Linked DNA regions of Mus musculus: regions 2, 3 and 4 are each linked to region 1. The links are chromatin contacts, called in public promoter capture Hi-C maps. All regions are on one chromosome and are shown on one strand. Each heading gives the region's core, a stretch centred on a gene start, on an enhancer-like site or on the middle of the called end of the contact. The rest is flanking DNA. Distances are from core to core; before and after follow the strand shown.

What was found. Promoter capture Hi-C pulls out the DNA fragments that hold promoters and counts their contacts.
Region 2: a promoter capture Hi-C map of neural stem cells shows a contact between it and region 1. The contact joins the enhancer-like site here to the promoter of Cenpk in region 1. A contact is called at or near these places in 9 of 39 promoter capture datasets (the HPC-7 cell line, cranial neural crest, frontonasal cranial neural crest and 5 more), 4 of 115 datasets of contacts at active chromatin or transcription factors (the 230-238 cell line, the SCID.adh cell line, bone marrow-derived macrophages and 1 more) and 4 of 9 other capture datasets (adipose tissue, liver, macrophages and 1 more).
Region 3: a promoter capture Hi-C map of cranial neural crest shows a contact between it and region 1. The contact joins the enhancer-like site here to the promoter of Cenpk in region 1. A contact is called at or near these places in 17 of 39 promoter capture datasets (the 3T3-L1 cell line, 3T3-L1-derived adipocytes, the C10 cell line and 11 more), 9 of 115 datasets of contacts at active chromatin or transcription factors (astrocytes, bone marrow-derived macrophages, embryonic forebrain and 6 more) and 4 of 9 other capture datasets (adipose tissue, liver, macrophages and 1 more).
Region 4: a contact with region 1 is called in a promoter capture Hi-C map of liver, with 4 times the contacts expected there. The contact joins the enhancer-like site here to the promoter of Cenpk in region 1. A contact is called at or near these places in 8 of 39 promoter capture datasets (3T3-L1-derived adipocytes, the C10 cell line, cranial neural crest and 3 more), 1 of 15 datasets of contacts at CTCF or cohesin (the NIH/3T3 cell line), 3 of 115 datasets of contacts at active chromatin or transcription factors (neural tube, stem cell-derived neural progenitor cells and thymic regulatory T cells) and 2 of 9 other capture datasets (embryonic stem cells and liver).

The regions. Positions count from the first base shown.
Region 1 is chr13:104,226,857-104,230,769 of GRCm38.p6, forward strand. It overlaps Cenpk (centromere protein K), which reads left to right and starts at 2,110. Exons shown (of 10, transcript NM_001377093.1): 1 at 2,110-2,146; 2 at 3,873-3,913. The coding sequence starts at 3,907. Ppwd1 (peptidylprolyl isomerase domain and WD repeat containing 1) reads right to left here and starts at 1,988. Exons shown (of 11, transcript NM_172807.4): 1 at 1,750-1,988. The coding sequence starts at 1,945.
Region 2 is chr13:104,727,935-104,731,847 of GRCm38.p6, forward strand. All of the region lies in intron 10 of Cwc27 (CWC27 spliceosome-associated protein), which reads right to left. Among named protein-coding and RNA genes, the nearest start is that of Cwc27, 87 kb to the right of the region's middle. Within about 2 kb of position 2,002, at least 7 of the 459 cell types and tissues checked have an H3K27ac peak or open chromatin away from gene starts, as enhancers often do. A contact at or near this core is called in neural stem cells, where this site is marked.
Region 3 is chr13:104,682,947-104,686,859 of GRCm38.p6, forward strand. All of the region lies in intron 11 of Cwc27 (CWC27 spliceosome-associated protein), which reads right to left. Among named protein-coding and RNA genes, the nearest start is that of Cwc27, 130 kb to the right of the region's middle. Within about 2 kb of position 1,910, at least 16 of the 459 cell types and tissues checked have an H3K27ac peak or open chromatin away from gene starts, as enhancers often do.
Region 4 is chr13:104,639,076-104,642,988 of GRCm38.p6, forward strand. All of the region lies in intron 13 of Cwc27 (CWC27 spliceosome-associated protein), which reads right to left. Among named protein-coding and RNA genes, the nearest start is that of Cwc27, 180 kb to the right of the region's middle. Within about 2 kb of position 1,841, at least 29 of the 459 cell types and tissues checked have an H3K27ac peak or open chromatin away from gene starts, as enhancers often do. A contact at or near this core is called in liver, where this site is marked.

The DNA.
Region 1 (3,913 bases), core at 860-3,359:
TATTTTCCTTAGGAAATAGTTTATTTTAAGACAGGCAAGATGGCTCCGAGTAACAATGCTTGCCTCTGGCAACCTGAGTTCAATCTTTGGAATCCACACAAAGGTGGATGTAGAGAACCAACTCTACAAGGTGACATTGTCCTCTGCCCTCCACTCTTGTACTAAGTATAAGCGTTCCCACCTCTCTGGTCCCACCAACACATAATATACCTGACACCCACATAGTATACATGCCTGCAAAACACCCTTACACATAAAATAATAGTAATAATAATAATAAATGTTTAAAAAATAGCTTAACTCAAAGTACTATAAAACAACCATATATCATTGTGAACATATACACACAAAAGTCTAATCTTGCCTACATTTCCAAAAATTTTAAATCACTAAGCACCTGTCATCCTCCCTCAAACTCAAACTCCATTGGTTGGCTTAAAAAAAAAATCTGGCTAAGGGAAAAGATTTTTCACATGATATACCTATTCCTGTCCCAACTCTATTGTTCATAAGACACTTGTTTCCTATGTCAGCATTTCAAAGTTTGGTTTTTCTTTTTCATTTTGTTTCGTTTTCCTTCCTAAATTATCCTTCCATTCTTTCCACCTAAGCAGTTCTTGTAGTAATATTTAGGTGAAATAATAACAGCACAAATGTTATAAAATATTCATTTAAACTTGTATGCAAAACACTGTATTGAAGTGTTGGAGCCGAAAGTACAAGATCCTTGTTCTTACATGATTAGGCTAGTAGTGTTCAGGAAGTCACATGAGTAAACACACAACTACAAAAAGTAGTAAGTGCCTCGAAGGCAAAAGCAGGATTGGGCAGAAAAAGTAAGGAGCTAACTAAAGGGTGTCACTATCCAATGTTCAAAAAGCACTGACCTAAAACCTAGACCTGTTAAAAAGCTAGCATGGTTAAAGGAGAGAAATGACTCCAGATAGAGACACTTCACAGTATCTGGACAGGAACGTAGAGGAGCCCTTGCTCAAGGACAAGGTAGGGTTTTGAGAATGGACAGAATTGGGAGTCCTGCTTGGGGAAATAAAGAGAGACAAACTGCCTCATAATCCATGTTAAGGTGTTTGGGCTTTGTTCTGAAAATAAAAGATTTTTAAATAGTTCCACAGTCAGAATTGAGATTAACGCGTGAGCGAACGAACACACACACACACACAACCCTAAGACATTTATGAAAAAGTTCCTAGAACAGTCTTTAAAACAGTAAATATTATCTCTTTACCAAACTTTAATATTATAAAATCTTGTTATTATTCACGTTAGTGGCAAAACTTTACTATATTGTCTCGAGTATGGCTTCATATCCAGCTAGCTTAAGCAACTTCCCCTGAGTTTGAAAATTCATTACTAGACGAGTCAGGGTTGAAAGCTTAAGTGTTTATGATTCTGAGAGCTCCTTCCCACACCTGCTCAATCAATATTAGGAATTCCAACTTCACACAGCAGCTATGAGGTCAAAAAAAGCATCCAAACACAGAAATACAGACAAGCACTAGTTTGTATCATCTCTGACAGTCAGGAATCAACGGTGTTCCTTTTTTTTTTTTTTTTTTTAACACGCCATACTAACACCAATTCACTCTTTAGGGAGGAAATGCAGTGAAGATCGTCCGTTCTAAGTGCACAAACCCACAATCTCACTCCCGCCCGTGGGCGTGCTTGAGATCAACCCTCCCACTCGGCCGGAGTAGCCGTCCAGCTTGCTCGCGGGCTCTCCGCTGCTACCTTTCCTCTTCTTGGCAAGGGTTGCCTCCACCGGTAAAGGCCCGACCCAGCGCTCTTCATTCTCATCATCATTTTCTTCGCTCCCCGCCACTGCCAGGGCCGGTTCTCGCTCGCTCAGTTCCGTTTTTTCTGATCCCTCTGGGTCTCGGCGCCTTCTCCTCCTCAGCTGCGAATCGCTCCCACTCTCGGTCGCCATGTCGTCCGAGGCGTTAGAAGAGACGCGACGACCGAGTGAACTAGGTTTCCCCGAGCCGCGGCGCAGCTTTTGTCCGTCAGCTGCCGGAAGCGCTTTTTGATTGGCTGCGGTGGGCGCAGCTGGTCCAATCAGCGAGCAGCGCGCGTAAACAGCGCGGCTTGGCTGTGTTGACGAGAGCGCTGAGGAGGCCGGAGGACTGAAGTGAGTTGAAACCGGCTCTGACTGGCAAAGGCCCCAGTTTTCTGTCAAGGAGGATGGCAGCTCGCGGGTTTGGGGGACCCAGGTACCCCCTAGATCGGACGCTTACGCCTTACGAACTGGAGGTCTCGCGCTTCTCGGCCTCTCGGGCCAATGCTGTTCTAGAACCTACCTGTTTTTTCCCGAAAAAGCCGAGGGGCGGGGTTGGAAGGAACTTTTTGTTAAAAAGAATGAAGTAGATTTCTATCAGCTAAACTATATATTGAAATTACTGTAATTTATAAGGTGGCCTCCCATTTAGAATATTCTTTTTGACTTGGAATGTGTATGTATGTGACGCGAGAAATTCACGAAGGGCCTGCGTGTTACGTTCCCGCGTCTCCACCTGCCTGCTCTATGTTTGACGATTAGCATATAGTCTATGAGCCTTTGCTATTTCTGGATCTTTATATTTCTGTATAGGTCTAGAATTTCCTCATCAAGTGCGACAGAGTTTTTGTCGCCTTTAAGATGTTAATTAAGATAAAAGAGGACAATTTGGGGGGAGTTGACATCTTCGCGTTATTGACACCTTTAACCTAGGAGCATGCTACCGTGTTCTGTCTATTCCAACAACAAAGCTGCATCCTGTACCACTTCTCCGTTGGTAATTTACAGGTTAAGCAATTTAAGACTTAAAAATTCCTTATGAGTAAAAAAATACATTGGGGCGGTGTTTATTCTGATTTACATCTGATGTTGTAAACTACAGGTCCTCTCTACATCCTTAAAATTACCTAACTGTACCTCATGATACACTATCATCTTTACAACAGCCATCTAGTAACCTTGCCCTGGATGACTATATTCATTAATATGCTATCTTTTGTTGTTTTAATTGGGCCACTAGTTAGTAATTTAAAGTGGGCTACTATCCAAAGTTGCTTTATATTCTTTGAGTTTTCTTAAAGACAAAAACAAAAAACAAAAAAAACCAACATTCTGTAACCTTTCCCCCTCTCCTCTTAAAATTTTGTTTGTAAACCTTATAGCCTTTATGTGATAAGCTATTTCTCTGAACCCTGACCCCTTCTGAGATAGGATTTTTCTTTTATGTCCTGACTGTCCTTGAAAGGACAGAGATTCGAATGCCTCTGCTTCTGCTTCCCAAGTGCTGGGATTAAAGGCAGGGGTCACACCACCTGGCTGTATCTGCTCTTAAAATTCAAATTCCTTGATACTTCCTCACAGTGGATCACCTTAGGTTCCATTTCACTTAGTTGGAAGAAGTAATTCAAACACACCTTCCACAAGCTCTTACCAATACATCTCCTCACCTACCTGAATTTTGCACTCTTGTTTTTCTACTGACTCTCCTGTTACAATGGAACTTTTTAAAATTTAAATCCATTCTTCATTAGGTGGACACTTAGTTGATTACATATCTGGGCTATTGTGAATGGTGCTATAGTAAACAAGATTGTAAACATCTTTTTAACATGCTAGTTTCCTTTGGATATATATCTAATAGTGGAATTACTGGATCCTGTGGTAGTTCTGTTTCTAATTTTTGCTAACATCCATACTCTTTTTTTTTTTTTAATAATGGCTATATGAAAATATTCCCTCCAACAGGTGCGTGTTCATGTTTCTCTTTTGATAAAAAGGACTTTTTGTTTTTTTAGTCACTCCTACATTCAGCAGATAGTTGTTTAATGCATGTGTCTTTTTTTTTTTTTTTTAACGTTAGTAGTTGCAGTAAGGTGAAGAAAACTATAAAGGATATGTCAG
Region 2 (3,913 bases), core at 752-3,251, 500 kb after region 1:
ACAATCCTAGAAATCTCTAGTTCAGTCACTGTGACTAAACTGTATAGTCTCCTCTAGCCACTAGACATTCCTGTCTTTTATTCTGCTGGTTTCTAGTTGGGCACGTGATTCAGTCACTTAGAGAATGTTACTTGAAGACTAAGATTATTCTGCAGGTTGAAGAGCAAATGCTGCATTTCTACAGGTCAGTCAAATCAGCTATGAGGATAATTTGAAGTACATAAAGAATGAGGCTAAGGAAGTTTTTCTCACATAAGATACTATTGCACTAGAAAAGAACATAGTTAATTAAGAAAATTAACTTGGATTAAGCAGTCTGGATCAAAAGTCAACTCCATCACTTATCAGTTGAAGAGTGACTTAGATCAGTTACTTAACTTCTCTGAGACTCAGTTCTCCTACTACATAGTTAAGAATGGTTGTAAGATACTGAGTACACAATAAATCTTCAAAAGTACTTATCATGTCGGTCAGATATGTAAAATATCACCCTTGCTTAGGACTGTTTATCATGTAGGAAAATTTTATAATTATTTAAATAAAAGCCACCCTTGGTATCTATAGAGAATAATTTTATCTGTAATTTGAAAGTGCAAGATAATAAAAATCTAATAGATTTGGATACTCTGTTGAAGTAATGTAGCATAAACTGAACAAAAATGACTAAAAGACAAAGTGAGACAGAAAAGCATAGATCTATACAAAATATTATAAATTTCTCACTATGTTGAATTTTTCAAGTGATTGAGGACTTTCAATGTTGTAAAAATCTTTTAGACTAGTAAAATATCACATTTGTCAATGCTTTGGGAGTCCATAACTCTTGGAATAAAGTATAACTTTAAAAATTACTATTTAGATCACAGTCTAATTTTAGGGATCCCAATCTTACATTCTCTAGAACATAACCCCTATCCACTGGCAAGAAATATGTTTAAATCTGTTAAAACAAAGATGAAAATTATAATCTTGAAATATATATCAGGATTACTGCCAAAACCATGGGCCTACTTTAGGGTCCAAAAAAGCAACTGCTCGGCCTCCTCAAGGCCTACCTAGTTTCTGTTTAGATAATAAGAGAAAGTGTTTTTATAAATGGCTTCTGCTGTTATTAAGTCTAATGTAAGATTTTTTTCTAGTGGGTATGTTTTTAATTATATAGTCATCTGAATTTTAATACAGTTTGAATACAACACTATTAACCAATAAATAATTCTGTACTGCCCTATGTATATATTTTAATCTAATAAATCTACAGTACCTCGCCTTCTTACTAGAGATTACTAATTTATTTAACAATATCTAATATTTACATGTAGCATTCTGGATACAGGCACAGAAATCAAGGTAAGAAAGAAAGGATGGGAACATAATGCCAATAAATTCTTCAATTCAGTTACTTCACTGATGACAATCTTCTTAATAGCATGTAACACAGGCACTGTGTAGGTAGAGGCTGAGGTTTATGGAAAGTAGACACCACCATTTACTGAGGGAACTAGAAAGTAAAACCAAAAATCTATAAATTCTAGTCTCTGTTCTTTATGACACAGCATACCAACACCAACACAAACTCTTCAAGGAGCTTGCATTGCAAAGGGCATAAACCTTGTCTACAAAGAAATGACTGAAGCACTTAGAAGTTCAGCAACAGAAAGATTTGTGCAGGCTAAGTGAGAGATGACTTTGCAGAAGAGCCATGTAAACTAGACCCTAAACAATAGTTAGGAGTGTGCCATGTGGAGCCAGTATGAAGAGGCGTCCAAATGGTAACTTTAAATCTGGACAGGAAGTAGAGAGTAAAAAGAAAGAACGAGAAAGGTTAATTGATTCAGTAGATAAGGGTGCTAGATGTACAGCTGGACAACTGAGTTCTGCCCCTAGAACACGTCTAAAGAAGCTGGCTGTGAGCCAGGCAAGGAGGTACACACTGTTAATATTAGCATTCAGGAGGCAGCAGCAAGTGCTCCTTTATAAGCTTGAGTTCCAGGTGGTCTGCTTTACATAGTGAGTTTCTAGGTCAGCCTGGGGTATTCAAAGAGATCCTGTCTCACAACAAACACACAGTTCCATTCCTCTCTTTCCTAGTTCTGACAAAGCCACTAGAATGCTGGTGTCAGGATCACTTTGGCATCAGTTCCTGACTTCACTCCACCTTTCCTTTCACAGCACAGTGTCTGTCTATCTGTCTACTTTGAGCTTAACTCTACACAGAGGTCAAATTCACCTGAGCTGAATGTAAAGTCTACTGAATTGTGCATTCATCTCCATAAATTAAGCACACTTCTTTCTCAAGCGTTCAAGTCCTCTCATGAGCTAGCTTCAAAACACATTTTCCTACTTTATCTTCCATGTAGACTATACAATTACTCTAAATTTCAGTCAAAATATACTAGTCGTCATTACCTTGGCTAAATTTAAGCTTTGGCACACATGCCCTTTGTTCATGCCATCTCTGGGACTTAAAATACTGCTATTTTACTATTGCTCTTTACTAAAATCTTCATCTTTTCAGACTTCATGGAAAAAGTGGCACTCAAGCTGTGGCTCTATTCAGAACATACTATATGACAAGGTCAGTGCAAAAAAAAAAAAAATAAGGATTAACATGAAAAACTACACTACCATGTACTCAGAAGGAAATTACATCTGTAATCAAAATATGTCACAACCAATTCATGACTGTTAAATTATAGGAGCAACTAAATGGAGTAAGAGTTTTAAAAGAAATTATAAAGTGAAACTGAGTATCATAACAAGATCTACTCTGCCACTGGTTTTTCTTTTTCTTTTAAAGTTAATGTAAGGGCTGGAGAGGTACCTCAATTGGCAAAATGCTAAGGATATATATAAAACTGCAACTATGTTCAGTTAGCAAAATGCTAAGAATATATATAAAAGCAACTATATTCAGTTAGTAAAATGCTAAGGGTATATACGAAAAACCCAACTGTGCTGTACACTATCTATAAAATACGAAGGAGATACCTTGAATCGGGAGATAACATTCCTCCCAGAAGCTACAAGATATTAAATAGAAATCTCAGTCCCAGGTGTGAGATACCTTCCTTTGAGTTGTTGCTTAGAGATATTCCAGAGGCCCCCAAGCAATGCAGACTTCTGCATTTGTCTTGGTTATCCACCATAACTAGATAATAGTCCACTGCTGAAGGTACCACATACTTTGGCTGTAGGCACAGACAAATCAAGCTGGAACAGAAGTGTAAGCTCCCTCCCTCCTAGCTGGCTCTCAGTGCTATGAGAAGCTATACAGGCTGCTAGGAGAAAAATAAGACATGGTTTTTCCCAGCTATGAATACAAACCTTCCAGACAAGTTGTGCCCATTGACTTAACAGTGGTGTGACCCTTGTGAGGGTAGTTAACTGCTCTTTGGCTGAATTTGGGGCCTGTTCACAGGAGGGAATTCATTCGTGGAATAGTAAACCTGGTAATAAACTCATAGCTAACTGGAGGTCTCCATTGGGTTTCTCTCCTTTGAGATGGGTAACCCTGTGGAAGAGGGTGAGGAAAACCTGTAGGAGTCATAGAGGATGAAGGAGACCATATGAACATGCTCCCCAACCAACCAAGCAGGACTCATATGGACTCATAGTGACATAGGGCCTGCATTGGCCTGCTCCAGGTCCTCTGCACTTATGGCTGTTAGGTTGCTGTTTTGTGAGACCCTAACAGTGGAAGTTTATGTATCTGACTCTTTCCCTTGCTCTTGAGACTCTCTTCCTCCTGTCGAGTTGCCTTGTCCACTCCCCTTATTAGTGCTTTCACCTTTCATTCTATTTGGTTGTCATCCCTTGGAGGCCTGCTCTTTTCTGAGGAGGAAACAGAGGGTGAGTGGATCTTGGGGAGAGTCAAGGTTGGGGTAGATTGAGAAGTGGATGAGGGGAAACTGGT
Region 3 (3,913 bases), core at 660-3,159, 460 kb after region 1:
AATAAACTTAACAGGTCTTTGTATCAATTATTCTGGAGTTAGAGTAGGAACAGATAAGGCAATCATGCTTAAATTACAGTCAACACCTAAGTGCTGGATTAAAGGCATGAGCTGCCACATCCAACATTCACTGCTGATGTTTTCAACAGCTCAAGCAATCATGATCATTTAGAAAACGGAGTGTATCCTTGGCATTTAAAAAATGATCTAGAATCAGGTTGGAAAAATGGTTCATTAGTTAAAAAAGTATTTGTTGCTCTTTCAGAAGACTCAACCTCAGTTCCCAGGACCAAAGTTGCACGAAACCACCTGTACTTCAGCTTGAGGGGATCAGTAGCTTACCTCTGGCCTCTGTGCCTGCATGCACACGTGTGCCCACACACACAGGCTAACAATACATTTAAAAAATGTTCTCTAAGTATCTCTTTCCTACCTTCCTTCCTTCCTTTCACTTATTTTCCCATACTGTGTTAGATTTAAAAAAGTTTAAAAAATCCTTTTATCTAAAAATAAAATTTCACCATTTTTTCTCAGGATCATATTACTTTGTTTGGTTTATAATTCAAGTAACAGCTATTGTGTTAATAATGTATAGCCATTACAGGACTTAATTGAGGCTACTACAAAATATACTAAAATACATTTAAATTAATTGAGTTTATAATATATTAAAAAATAGGGAAAGTGGGGTGAGGTGGTGGAGGCTTAGTCAGGAGATGAACTAGCTCAAGGCCAGTCTTGGGTATGTAGGGAGAGCTTGCCTTTGAATTCAAGGGTTGGGAATGATAATTGCCCTGTACACACAGGTCCTGAGTTTAATTCCCCAGTACTGAAGGGAGAACTTAAATCAGTAAGGATGGAGTCTAAATAAAGAATATTAAATTGGGTTTTATTCATTAGTAAATAATAAATTTGCCCTATCTGACAAGTAACCCTTTCCCATATTTCTCCATTCTTCATGATTCCAAGAAAGAACTGTATCATACAAATGATTATTAAGGGCTACTGGGAATTACTGGGAGATATCAATAGCTTTTTAGTAAGGATCCAGCTTTGTACATATCAGCTATGGTTTGTTGCTCCTGTTCAATTCACAGCTTCCTTCACCAAGGCTGACTGATGTTCCCACATGTCCTACAGAGCACAGTGTACTTCTCCAGGTGTGTGACCCACAGCCCTCATAGTCTGATAGCCATTTGACAGTGATTCTGTGTCACCCTCCTATGCTGGATGGGGAAACTACAAATTATATATGTAGCATTGTAGCAAGAATGGAAGAGACAAACCCCAACCAACCCCTGCTCCGACCCCCGCTGCCAAATACCCGAAAAACAAAACCAAACGAACAAAACCCTTAAGTTCAAAATAAAAAGATTTCTGAAGCCAACCAGGTAAACTAAAAATATAGCTATTAAAATTGCCTGCATCTATGATCTCCCAGTAAACTAAAAACTGTAGAATATGTATGATTTTAGCAGTACTTAAAGGAAAGCTCTACTGCTTTTTTTTTTTTTTAATAATGAATGAATGAGATAACATTCTTCAAATACTTGCCAGAGTTTACATTAATCCTTAAAATACTTGCAAGTAAGGCGTGCCAAGACACGCATTATTTTTCCTCTGCGACCGGAGAAACTGAAGGAAGCAGTAAGTTTTCTAAAACTTACAACAACTTCCCCAGCAGCAGCACTTTTAGGACATGAGGTGACTGAGACACAGTGGGCTTTCCCACTTTACCTCCTGCAGCAGAAGGGCTATTCTTATCCCTATTGCACGCCTGAGGAAGCAGGGGTTCAGAGAGGTTAGGTCTCTTGCCTCAGGTTATAGGGCAAGATTACAGATGTGGAGGGCAAGGGTTTGAAACCCCAGCTTTCAGACTTCAAAGCCTGCTGCTTTTCTATCCTGTCACAAAGCAAACTAGTTAGGGTGGGTGGGGGAGGTGGCAGTGTGCACTGGAGGAAGGGAAACAGTGTTAGCTCCTGCCATGAAAGTTCGTACACTGGACAAGGAGTAAGGCATAATCTACCAAGGGAGGCAGAAGAAATAACACAGAAATTTTGAGGAAGCTTTTGGGAAGTTCACTCAGGTGAGTGAGTGGAAGCCAGACAGAGTGAGGCAGCAAAATGACCTTGTAGGAAAAAGACATTTAGCCACAGTAGATGCAAGAGACAGCGGAACCACTCTGTGAGGACAACTCACTGAAAGATGCATTTGAGTAAGACAGGGAACTCATTCTTTGAAAACAAAGACTGGATGAATAGGATGAGGAAGGAGAGGATGAGGAGATGAGACAGAACTGGGACCATGAAAGTGCTCCACTGAGGGACTGAAGCCTGCTAAGAGGTAGGTGGTCACACTTATTATTTGTATGCCAACACTTCACGAGATCATTCTCAAGTCTTCTATAAAACCCCAGAATGCTTTAAAGTCTTCTCATTAATTATATTGCTAGCTTGAGGTAATTGATGGGACTACATTTCCAAGTTTGGTACCCACAATTCTTTTCATCATTAGTCTTAAGAGAGTTCAGAGAAAAAGAGTGGGGGAAGGAAGGGCTAGGAGGAACAAAGGAAAAACAATATAGAGAGCTTTCAAACTTTGGAGTTTACTTCTAACTACTTTAGGTAAAGCTATTTTTCTTCAGTTTTTTTGTTTTGTTTTGTTTTTTCCAGAATACTACAATCTAAATAGGAAACACATCTGACTTTTAAAACAGCATAGTCAGTCATTTCTGGCTCTGTCTTACTGTCTTAGAAGAGGTTATCTGCTTTGACCACGTTTTCTCCCTATCAGTTTACATGCTGGTCTTCCCTTTTCTCCATGGTTAGCGACAGCTCTAACAAATTAAATTAGGAGATGGAGAAAAGGTAGGAGAGACCATCACCAAACTGCTTCTTTTGATAAGTGACTGTCCAAATGGTCTTTCTGGAACCTGGGTTTGGAGGATGGGTGGAACAAATGTCTTTGCTCAGCTTTAGCCTGATCCCATGCATTGCATGCAAGTACTCAGTTTGCTGAGCCCATCATCCAGCAATAGGTCGTGTTGTTTGTGGCTCATTTCATTTTTAAAGGAAACAGTGCTTTGTAGCTTACAGTGGAAAGAGCACTGAGTAAAACTTCTGACTCCCAAATCCACTGAGTAAGTTAGGGTAGGCACTAAGTATCTTTAATGGTTTGGATTCTTCATTTGCTAAGTGGAAACTCTCCTTGGTTAAATTTCTTCTCAGGATTGGTAAGAATGAACTGTAATGAAGCCTGAGGCAGGACAGTGTTTGTGTTATATAAATAAGAAGTATGATGATTTGGCAATGAGTAATAGGTACTGTATTTTACATCTATAAGGAATTTTGTAGTTATAACTCCTTTCGAATAATTAAACCTCACTTAAAGAAGCAGAGAGCAGATGCAATTTTTCATTTTAATACCATACATGTTTGAATAAAATATATTTATGTATATTCAATCCTACTGTCAAGGTACCAATAAGTCTGACAGGGAGAAATGTTAAAAATTCTTTTGAGAAAGGATCAAAACTTAACTTATATTTTCTATACATTTGGATGCTCAGATGCAGAACAGCTTACCATTGGGTTTACCTGTAATTCTGAACTTGCTCAAAGACCAAACAGTATTCACTGGCAGGCTGTCTGGGGGAACAAGCTCTGCCTCTCCTGTTTCTGCTTATAGCTTGCACTTTCACAGACAGTGCCCTGATGAGTGTTGGGTACAACTCTCTGAAATAAAACCTGGGAAGTGGTTGTGCTGGAAAGCATAATGGTGCTCACTGGGAAATCCATCCAGTCAGTAAGCTGGGAACCAGAAAAGTAGATGATGCCTTACCGACCATCCTCTGAGGTCACCAGAACTGACTTTCTTAAGGGAGAGACTGCTTCTTTTTCAGTAATTTATGTTG
Region 4 (3,913 bases), core at 591-3,090, 410 kb after region 1:
TGGTGCCTACTCTGCTCTTCAAATTGAGCAATTCCAAGGGCACAGTCCAGTCCTTATTTATAGTTTGAAAACAAGGTAATGAGGTAAAATCAATTATTTACTCAACAGACATTTGAGGGCTTTTTATGAGTGAGGCCAATGCTAGTTACCAAGGACAAAAAGTCAAGCATGACCCGGGCTCTGGTCTCCTGAAGCAAACTGGGAGAACACACAGACATGAGGCAAATGTGTTTGGAATGTTAACACAGCATTGAGGCAATAACGAGAACTCCCACTGAGAGTGCTCTCAAAGAAAAGAGGTTTCCATGTTACCTGGTGGTGTCTGCACTATGGATAGGCAGGAAAGACAGGATCCCACTCCTTTCTCTTTGCAGAGCTAGAGGCTGACCCAGGCCTGTGCATGCTGGGTAAACACTCTAACATGGAGCTACACCCGCAGCCGAGCAGTCCCCTCTCACAGGCAACTTGTGAGACGGTAGAGGAACCTGTACGCTGTTGACTAGATGGAAGAGGTAACAGGCTTTTATTTGCAGAGACGGATTGTTAACCTCAGGAATCAGTCAAAAGTGAAGTCTGTACTAGGTCTAGTAAGAAGTTACAATGGGTACTGCTTATTCTGTGCTAGGTCTAGTAAGAAGTTACAATGGGTACTGATTATTCTGTACTAGGTCTAGTAAGAAGTTACAATGGGTACTGATTATTCTGTACTAGGTCTAGTAAGAAGTTACAATGGGTACTGATTATTCTGTACTAGGTCTAGTAAGAAGTTACAATGGGTACTGCTTATTCTGTGCTAGGTCTAGTAAGAAGTTACAATAGGTACTGATTATTCTGTACTAGGTCTAGTAAGAAGTTACAATGGGTACTGCTTATTCTGTACTAGGTCTAGTAAGAAGTTACAATGGGTACTGCTTATTCTGTGCTAGGTCTGGTAAGAAGTTACAATGGGTACTGCTTATTCTGCTGTGCAAGACATTACAATGTAGCTATAAAGGGAGGATCATGTGGGCACCCCAGACTGGCTTTTAACGTCTTTCACCACTCCCCCCAATCCGTGTGCTACCCTTCCCCCCCATCTCCCACCCCACCAACAAGGGTACATCTTTGGGAGAAAAGTGCTTAAAAACAGAATCAACTTCTACTATGAATCCTGTTACTGTCTTAAATACGTATTTTCCAGTCCCAGCTCCTATTTGTTCTACTTAGATGAGGACCTAGCTATGGCCATATTTAGCTGAAGGCACCTGAGGGGCAGAAGCAGGGCCGAGGACCACTCTTATGAGCATGGGTGTCTGATTATGTCAGGGGTCAAATTACTAAGGTTTACATTGTGGTCCATGGATCCCTCTCTGTCTCTCTTTCTCTATCTTTCTTTCCTCTTTCTGTCTTATGTCTATATTTATTTATTTATCCCTGCTTCCCCCCACACCCTGCTGCAAACACACAGCCAATCTAGCTGTAAAAGCCCTTCTGGTTTAAAGCCCTTGGTCTACTGTATACAAAAGGACCCCCAATTTCTCATATCCCTTCTTTAGTCTGGCTCTTGTTTGCCACACCATGCTCTGCACGATCCCCATCTTTCATTTCAGATATGCCAGACTCTCTGTAGCTTCCTGGAGAATCTCCACTCCCTGCAACCTCCTTGCTGCTTCTGTATTTCCAAGACTTCACTCTCTCTGCCTCCCATTAGCTGTGCCACCACCCTGGCTCCTGCTGGGCCTGGCCCGCTTTCTCCAGCAGCGAGGAGATCCTCTCCTGGTGCCCCTGAGTCTTGTCCATAGCTCCAGCCATTTTCAGGGTGGTGCAACCCTGCCTCTCTGGGTCACAGTGCTCTGAAGAACAGAGGCTCTGTTTCACTGGCCTCTGTACCTCATCATGCAGCAATGCTTGGCCAGAAAAATGCTGCTGATAAGTGCCTGCGAACACGTCCAATTTTCTGGGATTCCCATCACCTCGGGAAAAACCACTTTGGCTAGGATACTGATTTTCTTGATAGTTTTAATTCAATACCAAATTATTTAGCAATTAACCACTGTATAAACTTCATTTTCAGGCAAGCAGTTCACCCTTTCAACTTTCTAACAAAGAAAAGGGCTAGTTAGTACTAAAAAGGTGAGGCAAGGTATTTGTACAGATAGTACACTGTGTTATAGTAATCCAGTGCTGACCTGTCTCACATGGGCCAGTTAAACTGCTTAAAGATTAACATCTGCTCCTGTTTGCTTAGCTTGGAAGTGTGGGAAAATGCATTTAGTGTCCTCAGCCAGCCTTCTTCTTGGTTTGAATGACCTTGTTACTCTTTGAGAACATACACATAATTTGTTACAACATAACTTGTTTGCATGTTGTGAGGACTTCCCATTTCCCTATTAGAATTCTTAAGAAACCCAACTAAATAGCTCCTGGTTATTATTTAAGTTCGTCATTCTTTGGACTCCAGAACACAAACCTAAATGATTTGGGTAATGGTTTGAAAGGCAGAAACAGCCTTTGTTTGTAAATACAAATTTCAGCACGACGAAACAGTTTCCAAGTGTTGCTTCCATCTGAGTCTTTGAAGGAGCACACTGTTCTGCAGGCTGCACCTCACTTTTGTCCGTGTTACTTTTCTACAAGGTTCTGTCCCCTCCTTTCCTGGTCCTATCAAAGTCCAGTTTAATTACCACTTCTTCCTAAAATCTTTTCCCATTGCCTTGGCCCTCAAAATCTGCTCTGACTTCAACACTTTCTCCAGAAACCTTTGTGAATGAGGTCAGACCTGAGCTTGGGCCACTCACTGTGGCTGTGGGGAAGTCACCCTGCTTCTCCTGCCTGCTTTCTTACCTGGGAAGAAGATGGTAGGGCCCAGCCTAGACACTTCACAGTGCTCACAAGTAAGGCTTGCACACCATGCCATCTGAAGGCTTCTGTAAATGGCAAAGGGGCCCGGATCTAACTTTAACCCATGTGATTCATGAATGCTTTTCTCAGGTTAGCCTATATCCCAATGCCATGGATATGGTGGTATACAAACAGAAATGTAATTTTCCACACTTTGAAGACAGAAGCCAACACTCACCTGACTAGGGCTCTCTCCTTGGGCTCTAAGATGTCCTTACACAGTGTGGGTGAATGGAGGGGAAGACTAGTCTGGCTTGCTTCTTATAGGAACACTAATCTCATCATGGGGGGGGGTTCACCCTTATGATCTCATCAATCCCTATTTACTCCCCAAATGCCCTACCTCCAAATATTATCATATTAGAGCTTTACCATATGAATGTGTGTGACCAATTGTACTACCTACAAACTATGTTTATACAAAAATTTATCATTTTTGTAATTAGGCATTTTATAATACTGACATTCCTTATTTTTATGTATATCATCATTTAAAACAACAAACTTGGCCTCATCAGCCTGGATGCTAACATGTATATTTCTAAATGTACATGTCTTCTTAAATGGATCATTAACTAATCAAGAACATTATTTATAGAAAGAATTAAAGTAGACCAATTCTGAGAGGGGAAAAAGAAAGGTACGCTAAGAAGTTTTGAGAACAAAGTCACCCAGTCAGTGTTGTAGAGCAGATTGATCACAGGAACACACCCTCCTTCTACCTGATGTGTTTTTCCTTGTGAGAACTTCATCTGGGACATCTCATTACTTTCCACAGTCATGTTTCTTTAGGCTATATCTTGGCAGTAGCAATTGGCTGTGTGTGTGTGTACTGAACTGCCTTTAAAATATTTGTGTGTATGTGTTTATATGGTGAATATGGTGTCTGTGTACATATGAGTGTAGGTGTATCTGCAGAGGCCATAGGACACTCTGAGCCTTACTCCTCTGAGGTAGGGTCTCTCACTGAATCTGGAGCTCGGCCAGTGGTCAGCAAGTTGCAGAGCTCCTCCTGTCTCCCCTGCCCCCCCCC